3 separate regions of the Sus scrofa genome follow, and regions 1 and 3 are each linked to region 2. The links are chromatin contacts, called in public Hi-C and HiChIP or PLAC-seq maps. All regions are on one chromosome and are shown on one strand. Each heading gives the region's core, a stretch centred on a gene start, on an enhancer-like site or on the middle of the called end of the contact. The rest is flanking DNA. Distances are from core to core; before and after follow the strand shown. Region 1 overlaps RAPH1 (ras-associated and pleckstrin homology domains-containing protein 1). Region 2 has its middle 25 kb from the start of CTLA4. Region 3 has its middle 47 kb from the start of RAPH1.

The links. Hi-C and Micro-C count contacts between places; a contact is called where the count stands out from the background. HiChIP or PLAC-seq counts read pairs in DNA pulled down with a chosen protein or histone mark.
Region 1: a contact with region 2 is called in an H3K27ac HiChIP or PLAC-seq map of skeletal muscle. The contact joins two enhancer-like sites. A contact is called at or near these places in 2 of 47 Hi-C or Micro-C datasets (retroperitoneal adipose tissue and skeletal muscle) and 2 of 2 datasets of contacts at active chromatin or transcription factors (alveolar macrophages and skeletal muscle).
Region 3: a contact with region 2 is called in a Hi-C map of skeletal muscle, with 6 times the contacts expected there. The contact joins two enhancer-like sites. A contact is called at or near these places in 2 of 47 Hi-C or Micro-C datasets (skeletal muscle and subcutaneous adipose tissue) and 1 of 2 datasets of contacts at active chromatin or transcription factors (skeletal muscle).

Annotation. Positions count from the first base shown.
Region 1 is chr15:106,944,779-106,948,569 of Sscrofa11.1, forward strand. All of the region lies in intron 4 of RAPH1 (ras-associated and pleckstrin homology domains-containing protein 1), which reads right to left. Among named protein-coding and RNA genes, the nearest start is that of RAPH1, 51 kb to the right of the region's middle. Within about 2 kb of position 2,508, at least 15 of the 83 cell types and tissues checked have an H3K27ac peak or open chromatin away from gene starts, as enhancers often do. A contact at or near this core is called in retroperitoneal adipose tissue and skeletal muscle, where this site is marked.
Region 2 is chr15:107,305,644-107,309,809 of Sscrofa11.1, forward strand. No RefSeq gene overlaps it. Among named protein-coding and RNA genes, the nearest start is that of CTLA4, 25 kb to the left of the region's middle. Within about 2 kb of position 2,573, at least 16 of the 83 cell types and tissues checked have an H3K27ac peak or open chromatin away from gene starts, as enhancers often do. A contact at or near this core is called in retroperitoneal adipose tissue and skeletal muscle, where this site is marked.
Region 3 is chr15:107,042,552-107,046,496 of Sscrofa11.1, forward strand. No RefSeq gene overlaps it. Among named protein-coding and RNA genes, the nearest start is that of RAPH1, 47 kb to the left of the region's middle. Within about 2 kb of position 2,105, at least 27 of the 83 cell types and tissues checked have an H3K27ac peak or open chromatin away from gene starts, as enhancers often do. A contact at or near this core is called in skeletal muscle, where this site is marked.

The DNA of each region.
Region 1 (3,791 bases), core at 1,258-3,757, 360 kb before region 2:
GAAGATTTTCATCCTTAAACTGCATCCTATAACTTCATCCGTATTCTCACCCTTCTCTCCAGTCCTATACGAATAAATTCTCCCTTTTCCCTGCCAGAGTTAACCATGTCCTAGAGCCCATGTACTCTCCCTCTAACATCTATTTCTGATACTCAACTGGTCCAGCTTATTGGGGGTGGAAGGACAGAAAAATATGCAATTCTTCTGGGTACTCTCCTTTTCTTAAACTATCATTTTCTACTTTTCACTGCCAAGTTCCCTGAATTCAGCTACAGTGTACCTCTTACACTTATCCCTTAATTCCCTGCAATCTAGCATCCACCTTTCTTCCCCAAAGTCTTCATCCTTTGAGTTGTAATGCATTCTGTAATTAATTCTCAAAGTTATCAATGACCTTTTAACTAAGGTTTCTGTCTTTCCTACTATAGTACTTCTTTCCCTGTACTTTGGTTGTCTGTACTGAAACCCTTCTCCTCATATGATAAATTATAATCTCATGAGGACATTGTGTATTATGGTCACAGGTTTTTTTTTTTTTTTTAACCCCTTATGACCCAACACAATGCCTAGGTGCCCAAATACTTATGGAATGTATGAATAACTATTTCTTCCTGGCCTTCATGCCACTTGCCCGGCCAGATCAAGACTGTTTTTACTTTTCCTTCTCTACATTTTCTCATTCAACATATTCTACAGCACTGTGTCAATCACTGCACCCATGGGAAGACTACTATATCTGTATTGCCAGTATCCTCATGCTTAGGAAATAAAGACTTAAATATTAAGGGCTAAAAGGGCAGGATAAAGGCAACCAACTCTCAAATAGTCCAGGAAAAAAAATGTATACTTAGAAAAATAATAAAGTAAATGTGGCAAAACATTAAAAACTAGTGGATCTAAGTAGCGAGTTCTTTGTGCTACTCATTCAAATTTTTGTAAATTGACATTTCAAAATAAAAAGGTTTTAAAAAATCTATTCTCTCTAGATTTAATCTCACACAATCTTCCATCATATTTCCAAATGCTTATTTTTTTTCTAAGTCAAAATCCAAAGTGTTCAACAAGAGATGGCTGCCTTTGTGTCATGCTAAACAGTATGATGGAACATTTTATTAAAATTCAATACATTCTTACCAAAGAATGAATACATGCATGTGAAGTAACAAAAACAACAGGAAAAGTGCATATGCAAAGATCAAATGTTACCTTAATAAAGATGAAAAGGGATTATGAAAATGATAGAAAGTTTATTTAATGTTAAATAGGTTCCATTTCCATAAAATATTTAAATACGACAAAAAAGTTACCCCCTTTTCTTCATCACTACTTTCATAAATGTCAAAACTGTGCTCAAAACACTTAAGAAAAGCGAATGCAAAGGTCAATTCTGCACATAAGTTTTGCTCCACACCTTCTCAGATTCAAAAACTTTCATTTGTTATAAATCTATCAAGTTCTCCATCAATCTCTCAAAAGCTCTCCACAAACCTCTGCAAAGTAAGTCATGGGTCACTACTTTCTTGAATTGAATCTTGTGGAGGAGGGGGTATAGAAAAGCACTGATCTGAATATGGGAGCCAAACCATAATCAAGAAATAGCCCTGTGCCAAAGTGGTGGTTATAAAATAAAACTCTTCCTTTTGATAGTTAACACCTTAGATTACAACTGCAAGAAACTGGAAGTTTGTGAGCACACATTAATGTTTCAATAAAACAGATTCACATCCATCTCTTTCTGACAAGTATATGTGCTCTTCACAAATACTGCAAATAAGCAGAACATGATGGTTAAGAATCCAGACCCTGGGGCCTGAGTGCCTGCGTTCAAGCCCCAGCTCAGCCATTTACCGGCAATGTGACTCCAGGCTTACATTTAACCTGTTTCTTCATGTGTAAAATGGTGTAACGGTAACATTTATTTTCAAGGGCTGCTAAAATAATTAAATGAGTAATAAGAACATTACTATTATGACACGAGTGGGAAACCACCAGCCCTCATCTGAATTTTTAAGCTTCAATTCATTTAGATTAGAGCTAGTTTATAGTTGTTAAATTTTAACAATATATTCGGGATTACACTAACACACCACAAGGTGGAGATGTTACTGCATAAATCTCTTTGCCTTCTTTTTTTTTTTTTTTCAACTTTTTTTTTTTTTTTTGGTCTTTTTTTGTTGTTGTTGTTGTTGTTATTTCTTGGGCCGCTCCCGCGGCATATGGAGGTTCCCAGGCTAGGGGTTGAATCGGAGCTGTAGCCACCGGCCTACGCCAGAGTCACAGCAACGCGGGATCCGAGCCGCGTCTGCAATCTACACCACAGCTCACGGCAACGCCGGATCGTTAACCCACTGAGCAAGGGCAGGGATCGAACCCGCAACCTCATGGTTCCTAGTCGGATTCGTTAACCATTGCGCCACGACGGGAACTCCTCTTTGCCTTCTTAATACCATCCAGTTCTGCCTCCAGGTCTGGATCTGAGAAGTACTGGTCGGTCTATTCTTGCCTTACTTCCTCAATTCTGTGATGAAGCAGCAGGTACTGCTGTATGAACTCTACAATCAGACTGTCTGGGTTTAAATCATCGGGAAAGTTATCTTTCATTGTAAAATAGAGATAATGGTACCTATTCCACTATGCACTGTACAGATTCAGGGGGTTAAGTCATGTAAAGCAAAATGTCCCAAACAGACTAAGCACTCAGTAGAGCAGCTGATATTATTTTCTATTCCCCCTTCTCTTCTTTAAGACCTAAAACCAAATAAAGATGCTTTTTTTTTTTTTACTTCCTCATGGAAATATTGCACAAATTTCTAAGAAATCCACACACTAAGGAACAGGGCACACATGCCAGTATTCTCTGGGTTTTGTGTTCTGAGAACCAGGCTTTTCCTTTGGCTTTCACCGAATTCAGATCTTCTTTCATAGGATACCCATTCCTTCTATAAATCTCACTAGGCCAGTGAAATCTAGAACTAAACACCAAGTTGGTACATGTGAATAAATTTAAGCGAGATACTGCAACATGACCCTTAGAATTTTTGAATAAATGTCGCTGTAATAACTAATAGCTCCGATCTTTTAGTCCCGTAAGCCTCTTAAAGTTTCAGAAAGCCCCATGCCCCCCTCCCCAAATCTGGTTAATAGTTCAGAGCAAAAGGTTGTTTGCTAAGAATAATTTGGGACTTCAGTGCCAGTGCCACCTGATGTTACAATAAACACAATCGCCATTTTCCTTCCAATACTTCAGAATTTCTGCACACCTTAATTCTGTAACAGTTCTGAAGAGTGAAAGAAGCAAAGAAATTACACTGAAGCTATGATATGCTGTGTTGCCTACATCACAAGTTATAATGTGTGTCCATGAAAGATTTCATTAAAAAAAACAAAACAAACATATGAGGGGGAAATATACAACACTGAAAAGTTTTAGTAGCTCATATACTCAGGAATATTTTCCTATCAAAAAATTTATAATACAATCATCAAGTATCCTTATAGACTCAGCAAAACTTTTTGAATCCACCATCAACTTCAGGCAAAGCATCTAAAAGCATTTTCTTTCATTGGGAAAATACAGTTTCATGTATAAAATTCCAAATTCAGAAGAATCATTAGTTTATACCCTATGAGAAAATAAAGGTCTGTTTTGCCATTAACCTTGTAACAGTAAATTCTACTTTATATGAAGTTATAACATGAGATTACTACTTAAATTTGCAAACTGCTGTCTTACTGAAAAGTACTGTTTTATCAGTTACTGTGACTAAAGTACCAGTAAGTCAGCTGCAGCA
Region 2 (4,166 bases), core at 1,323-3,822:
CCCAGATCACAACCCTACCTGTTATTTAGTATTAAAATCATATATCCTCCCTGTTTTCTTGCCTAAATGTTTCAATTTCCAAGCCCCATTAATTCTTTTTTTTTTTTTTAAATAGAGAAAGCAAGCAACAAAATAGGATTCGTGGGTGGTAAGTACTTTTAAGCAGTGACTGTTAAAGCGAAATGTGAAATCATGTCACTTTCAGATGAAAAGAGATGCAGAAGCCGTCTTTTGAAGTGTGTCTTACCCGGCAGGAGAGAGGCCCCTGCAGAGACAGACAGAATCCAATATGGCCGCCCCTCAGAGGGAGCCTGATGGCTTCCTTGGGCTTATCCTGAACTTCCAGTAGGGAGTAGCGGTTTTTTACCTAATTCTTAATATACTACCTCCCCTTCCAAATTATCAAATGGGAGAGGTTTAGGAATTTTTTTTTTAGCAACATGAACTATAATGTTAAAAAGAGTGAAGACCTAGGGCTGTGGAGAGTCTATTTTCAATTTCAGTTAACACCCAGGCAAGTCTGGTTATAGCACAGCTGCCGAGGATGAACTTTGCACTTCGAAATATGGCATCTCAGACTTCACAGTGGTCCTGGAACTTCAAAACCCTTAACGCCTTTACAGTCCTTGTAAAACCATGTATAGCAGCTGTCTGCCTTCCAGGGTCAGCTCTCTGGTGAAAAGGAATGACTTCTTGTAGTCTGGATATTTGGAGTACTCTGCAGAAATGGATCTGGTAAAGGCTATTATTAAGGGCCCACTCTTAGCTCACATTTTACTGATCCAAATAGTCTTCTGTCTTTCTGTATTCAAACTGGCACAATAAAAGAAAGGAAGGGAGTTGATTCCGTGTTTTATTAAATATGCTGGTCATTCAGGCAACCAGCCAGCCAGCAAGCAATATTCATAGAAGCTGCTGTATGTCATGCATGGCTCTAGGTACTTCAAGGATGCTTAGCACTCAAGGAACAGTTAATGAACAGTATCTTAGATTCTCCACTATTTTTAAGTGTTGATTCCTACTGGAGTTGATCATGCAAAACTATGCGCTACAACTCCATGTGGATGGAGCAGATATGAATTTTAGGGAGGGATAATGTATTTCAGTTCATTTTCTTTGTTTTAGTACTTCAATTTCAGATTTTGATTTCTGACTGCAAGCTGCATTCTGCTAGGTTAGTGGAAAGAAAATTTAACCTCAATCCCTTCTGGGGTTTCCCCATCTCTACCCAGGATTGTGTCACATTTCTGGATCTTGTGCAATGTTAAGTTGCTGGGGTAAGCTGTCATTAGGTCTTCCCACACCTGTCCCATTCCAGTTTTTTGGGTCTTCTTCACCCTCCAGGAATAGTGGGTCTCAGGCCCATACATGTTCAGCTTGGGCAGAGGTGTCTTGAATGAAGCTGGCTCTGGTCCCATTGGCTGGTATGTACCCTACAGCCATTCCCTTCCCTCTCTGTGGTCTGGCTATCTTCCAGGTGATGTTACCAGGAATGAGACATAGGTACCCTCTGCTCCCTGACCTCTCTCTTCCTGACCCTTGGGGGAATCTCTTTAGGGGCTGAAGGAAATCCTCAGTTCAGGCTTCTTTGAGAACCTCCCTTATGTGGAGGTCTCCTGTTAAACAAAAGGGAGAAAACCCATGGGAGTAGTTCTGCCTTTTCCTCTGGCACATTCTTTCCCTGCGGCAAAGAAGAGCAAAGGCAAGTTATGAGACCATGGGGGTGCAGAGATTAGAAAGAAGTGAAGGGAATACATCATTATTATTTAAAAATATGATTATTTAAAATTCTTATGATTGTAAATGTACACACTCATCAGAATGGCAGGGAATGTAAGAGAGCAAATAGAGGGAGGAAAGAAGAATCCAATTCAAATGGGATTGAGAGGGTCTCTGTGTTAAGACAGAGCTGCACATGTTCAATGGTTTCTTTTAAAATTGTATTTACATACAAATGGGTAATTCTTAAAAAATGACTGTTTAATATGGGGTGGCTCCACAATATAGCAAGCTATGATCAAATGGCTTGTGGGGCAATCAGAATGTAAGATAGTTTTTTGGGGGGTAAATGGGTAAATAGAGGGAAGAGAGATGAAATTTCTTTAAGATCATTTCTCCTACTAATTTGTGAAGATACAACCCCTGTCTCAAAGAGTATTAGTGCTAAGAAAGATTGTTGAAGAGCCTATAGTTTTATCATTTACTTTTCTAAAGGATAGAAAGCTAATAATATGTGCTCCAAGTTGTCTAGTCCACAGCAGAAATGGAACTAAACCTAAGCCTTTGGGTCCTGGTTCTTTGTGATCACCAGGGCATTCTTACATATTGCCAAGGGAAAGGTATTTAATAATTAGGCTACTTTAAGGGTAAGAATAGACTGAAAAAGAGCATCTTCATCAATGCCAATATAACATTATTTTAATGGATTTCAAGCCATAACCCTTTGTCAATAACTGTTCCTCGGAGTTTATTTCCAGGAACTAAAGATGTCATCTAAGGACTTGGATTGCAGCACTGAATCGCCATTGTGTTCTCAGACTCAGAAACCCAGGCCAGCTGCATGGCCAGATGGCCCTCTGGTCCCAGTGGGCCTATCCTGCTGGCCTGAGAACTGGAAGCAGAGCAGCAGCAGCAGAGAAAGAGATGGGGGGAAGGGAAATTTTAGCCAGTGGCTGCTGCAACTCCAGCTGTTGATCCGATTCCCAGACATGAGCGCAATGATGATTTGGCTGCCAAAAGAATAACATGTATTCTAGAGACAACGGCCAAGGAGCTGAAGGATTTTCTTCAATAAATGTGTGTTGTCTCCTGAGCATCCAGGAGAGGAGTGAAGCTCAGTTTAATTTTTTTTTCCTTCAGTATGATTTGAAGGGACATATGCTGTGATTTTGTTATGACTTTGCTCCTCAAAGTGTGGTTCCTAGTTGCATCGGTGTCAGTGGGAGCAGATTCAAAATGCAGACTCTTAGTCCCCACCCCAAACCTAGTGACTCAGATTCTACATTTGTAACAAGATCCCCAGGTGATTTGAGGCACCTTGGGATTGAGAAGCACTTCAGAAGGCAAAGGAAGTCGGGTGGTATTCTGGGTCAATAGGATTGGGGAGCACACTCAGCTGTGGGCAGCATTGGTGGTGCAAAGAAGATGAGACCTGATTCTAGACTTGATCCTGCCATTTTCCCTTGGTGTGAGCCTAGAGAAATGACTCCCTCCCTTCAAGGCAATGAGCTCCTCCTTTTTAAAAGGAGAGAATAAGAGTTCCCATTGTGGCTCAGTGGTAATGAACCTGACTAGTATCCATGAGGATGTGGGTTTGATCTTTGGCCTTGCTCAGTGGGTTAAGGATCCGGCCTTGCCATGAGCTATGGTGTATTTCGAAGATTCAGCTCGGATCCCACATTGCTGTGGCTGTGGTGTAGACCACCTGCTGTAGCTCCGATTCCATCCCTGGCGTGGGAACTTCCATATGCTGTGGGATGGGTCCTAAAAAGACCAAATAGATAAATACATAAATAAATAAATTTTATAAAGGGGGAGAATAACATCTGACTTGTTTATCTGAGGACTATGCTGAGGATGGAATGAGATTCTGTAAGAAAAAAGGACCTGTAACGTAAAATGCACTTTTCACATGCAAGAGCATAGAGATCGTGAAGTTGTTCAGATCTACTTAAAAGTAGAATTTAGGCTTTCTTTGACTTTTGAAATGAGTCAGAGCACGTCTTAGTCAATTATGAAGAAAATGTACGTGACAGGCAAGAGCAGCTCATGAATCAAGGAAACATCTCCTCTGAGCCACCCTCCTCTGAGTTGAACAAAGAACTTGGACTCATAGAAATGGATCCAGTCCAGCAGTGTTTGTGAAGTTAGCATTGGTTCTTAGTCATAGCTGTTCATCACAACCATCATCTGGGGGAAATCTAAAAACTATTGTTGCCTGGGTTCCAACTCAGACCAATTGAATCAGTACCACTGGGGCTGGGACACTGGCACTACTATTTAAGAGTTCCTCAGGTGATCTCAATGTGTACTGGGGTTGACCCCCACAGATAAAGGGAATTGTCAGAACAGGTTGCTATGTACATTTTTGAACATTTCTTGTTGCGGCCAATCAAGAAATAAAACTAGGACAGGGAAATACTTGTGTGTTTTTTCATGTTTCCAAA
Region 3 (3,945 bases), core at 855-3,354, 260 kb before region 2:
AGGACTGGTGTGACTAACTGACTATAATAGCAGCTTCAAATCCGTTCTGGGAAGAGTCAGGGTTTGTAAATAAATAGAAAACAAATACGACTGACTCAAACTGAAATTTGTGCCTTGGTTTGATGTGGTGGATGTATTCAAACTGGCCTAAGAGAGAAAACTGGAGTCTATAAATGCAATCACTCTTTAACAATGTCTCAAGGAATCAGCTACAGTGTTGAAAACTTGTAATAAACACCTGATTAATAGAATGATTATTATAGTGCTCTGCAAATGAGAATATGAATTGATAGTGAATGGAGAAGAGTATTAGCCATTTTAATAAAATAAGAACATGCTAATAATAGTAATTAGAGTATTAAATACTCATTGCATGTTTCCAAATTCTGTTTTCAATTGTAAATAATCTAACATTAATTATGTTATTTCTTCTTCATCTTTTCCTCTGCTCAAAACTGAAAATTCTTCTCTAGAAGAGCCAAGCCTCTCTACAATGAATCTCCTTTACTTTAAAAGAGAATAGAAGCAGCAAGAGCTGAATAAAATACATTTTTTTTACATTTCAAACAATCTTCATTTAAAAGATGTACAAAAGTGTATGCATTTGTGGGTTGTCATATTTACCTTTTTTTTTTTTTTTTTGAATTATAAACTCATTGACAGCCCTGGGGCCTGGAGTTGGTGCTGTTTATTTCCCAGGCTGATACAGCAGAGGTTGTAGTTCCATGCATGGCACTTTGATTCGTGGGATTAGAAATATAAAAGCTGATCTGCGGGGGGAAGGAGAGTTTTCAGGAGGCACGTGCAGCTGCTGTAGGAGCACGACTGCACACTGGCCAATCTGACAGTGGCACTGATGTCCCCTCTCAGGTTTTCATGTGGAGGCAAAGAGAAACAGATGCTGCTGTAAGGCACACCCCTCATTCTACTGCACACATAGAAGGGAAAAGCCAGAGGTTCTGATGTCATTGTGCTCCCAGAGGCTTTTTTTTCCTGGATCATTAGTTGCCAAGATCTGGGGTAATCGCGAATTAACCCCTGGAAGGCACCAGATACCTACTTTATTTTGAACATAAGTAAATAAGCCCTTCTTAAAGATTCCTACTCCCCCCACCCGTCTTCTTTTTATGGTGTAGGAACATGCAGATTTCAGTGAGTGGTTTTTCTCTTTGTGTCCTGTCGCGATAGTCTTTTCCATTTCTAGAAGAGACTCCCGTATAAATAAAAATCAAACATTGTTTTGCTATTCCCAATGTCTTTAATACCATCTATTATTTTAATTGGCCTAGTCACTTCAGAATTAAAACAGTAAATGTTCAGTGAAGCTTGCATAAGGGATGCCTGACCCTTGGGAACCTAGAAAAAAGACAAATTCAAATCCATGTAGATTTATCCAAATCACTCATATACTAGCCTAGGTCAGATGCCTTACATTTAACCTCATCCAGTGTTTCATAAAGCTGCCAATTCACCTGCATGTCATCCAGATGTCTTATTTTGGTCTACCAAGGTTCAGACTTGGGTCTGTAAATACTCGCTAATATTTTCTTTAAAACTTTAGCAGATGTTACTGGTAGTCAAAGGACGTCAGCCATAACAGGATGGTCCTTATTACTAACTAGACAACTGGAGTCATCCAGCAGCAGAAGCCAGTGACTGGGAAGTAACTCACCTAAGGCCCTTTCCCTGGTCTTGCCAGTGGCAGGCCAGAGGAACACAGGCAGACTGGGAATTTCCTCTGGGTGGTGTCACAGAAAACCTGGGAGGATTTGCAAGCTGTGGCAGGAGGTGCTGGTTAAGTGGAGATATTAAATGGAGTCACTGTTTAAGTAATTGCGATAAGAACGTGCTTTTAGAGAACAATCAAATCTTTACAGCTTCCAATAGGACATTTGATCTGCTTCCCCATTTCTCTGTTCCCCATTTGAAGAGGGGGCTGGATCTCTGGTTGGTAAGGCCTCCTCCCTGAATTTCAGAAGCGCCAAAATAACAAGCAGTGTCGGGCTGGGTGATTTTCCACGTTTGCCCTGTTTAAAGGAAGAAGCTTGTCCTACCGTAAACAGTCATGGGAACTGTTTGCTTTGGATGGGCTTGGTCCACAAGGGCGGAGCAGGGCCTTCTTACTCTGGTTCCTTGCCAAGATGGAAATCTGGTGCCAAGGGCTTCCTAGTCTTGCTGAGGCATTCTCTAATTTGAATAAGTTCGGTCTGAAGTAAGTGTGTTGGGGAGCCTGGGGACAGTAATAGTGGCTTGAAATAAAAATAGTCACTTAAAATAGCAGCTTGTGCTAACCTAGCGTGGAACAGAATTCATGGTCATATCTTGGATGGATTATTTCCTGGATCTGTTTGTGCTCCGCCAACGATTAGCGAAGGCTCTATCCTGAGACTGTACTGTCCATCTATGGAAGTCTTTGGGATGTTTCTACTCTCTTACCTCTATTAAACCTAGAGGATAAGCATTCTGGGTGATTCAGCATAGTCAGGAGCAAATATGCAGTCCATAGTCTCCAAATGGGTATTCAAAGGTGAGGTGGGTGGGGTGGCTGCTAGAAGCCAGTTTTCCATTCCAGTCATTCCATTACTCACTCTATTCAGAGTGGATGATCTGTAGAGCTGTGGTTCTAAGTACTGCCTTGAGTTTGAACCCTGCCTTTACCAATTATTTGCCATGTGCCCTTCCACAAATTGCCTGAGTTCGCCATGCCTCTTTGCCACTGTAAAGTGGGGATTGTCATGAGGTCTCAGTAAATGAATGTAGATGAAGTACTTGGAATAAAACCCAGCACCAAACAAGCACTCAATAAACATTAGCTACTTTTGCTTTTTCCTCTTGAAACGAGTGATGCCTACTGACCTCTGACTCATGGTCTAGCTTGATGGTTCTGGCTGGAGAGGGAAATAAAGGAGAGAGAATAGTGTGTGAATGTGCCTTCTGTCTTCTTTAATGCCTGTGTTTACCCACATCTGTGCACAAAAGCAGAATCAGGCCCACTGAATGCTCAAACATGTATGAAGGTTTCTTTCAGAAATGGTCTTTCTGGCTTTTATGCTATCAGATAGATCAGTTGTGTTTTGAATGAGTCTGTCCTTCCCATGGCTGAATTCAAGCTGTGCTTACTCCAGCTTACTTTACAGTGGTTATGGTGTGCCATTCCTGTAAGATTTTTGACAATGATCTATGGGAACAGTCATTTCTGCACACAAATCATGGTTGACCAAATCCATATATTCTCTCAGATGAGGAGCGCAGAACCTCTAAAATACCACATAGCAAGGGGTGAGCGGGACATTTCCAAGCAACAGATTATTGTACAACAATTTCCTGTGCCCCAGCCTCCTCTGACCTCAGCTGCTTTTTTAAGCGACTGACCCACAGCTCCTGTTATGAGCCACATCCCCACACCTCCCCCACGAAGCTCCATCAGCCACTCCCTGGCTTGGATCCTGGCTTCCTTTTGTCACACAGAAGATCACGTTGATTGAACTTGGTGTCCCCTTGTTACTCCCTTTGTCAAGGGCCCTGCAGTCCCTGGTGTTTGTGTGTTTAATATGCCTGGCAAGTATTCATTTGTTCACTCATTTATTCATGCATCTGTCCATCCATCTATCAGGCATTTATTAGGAACCACTAGGTACTAGGCATTGCAGTAGGCACTGGAAACGCAAAGATTATCCAAGTTCTCTATGGCAGGGACCGTAGCTTAGACTCTAGAGGGGGAGAGAAACACAAATGGTTCAGAAAAAAAGGTAGCAAAACTGTGTGGGGCAATGGTTAGAAACATGAGCTTTGAGCCTGGGTGCTTGGATCCAAATTCTTGCTCTGCTTCTCCCAGGCTGTGTGCCCTTGCACAAGTTACTTCACTTCTCTATGTCTAGTTCCCTAGTTCCCTTCTTGTAAAATAGGTAGCATCATTGTACCTACTTCATAGGGTCGTTATAGGAG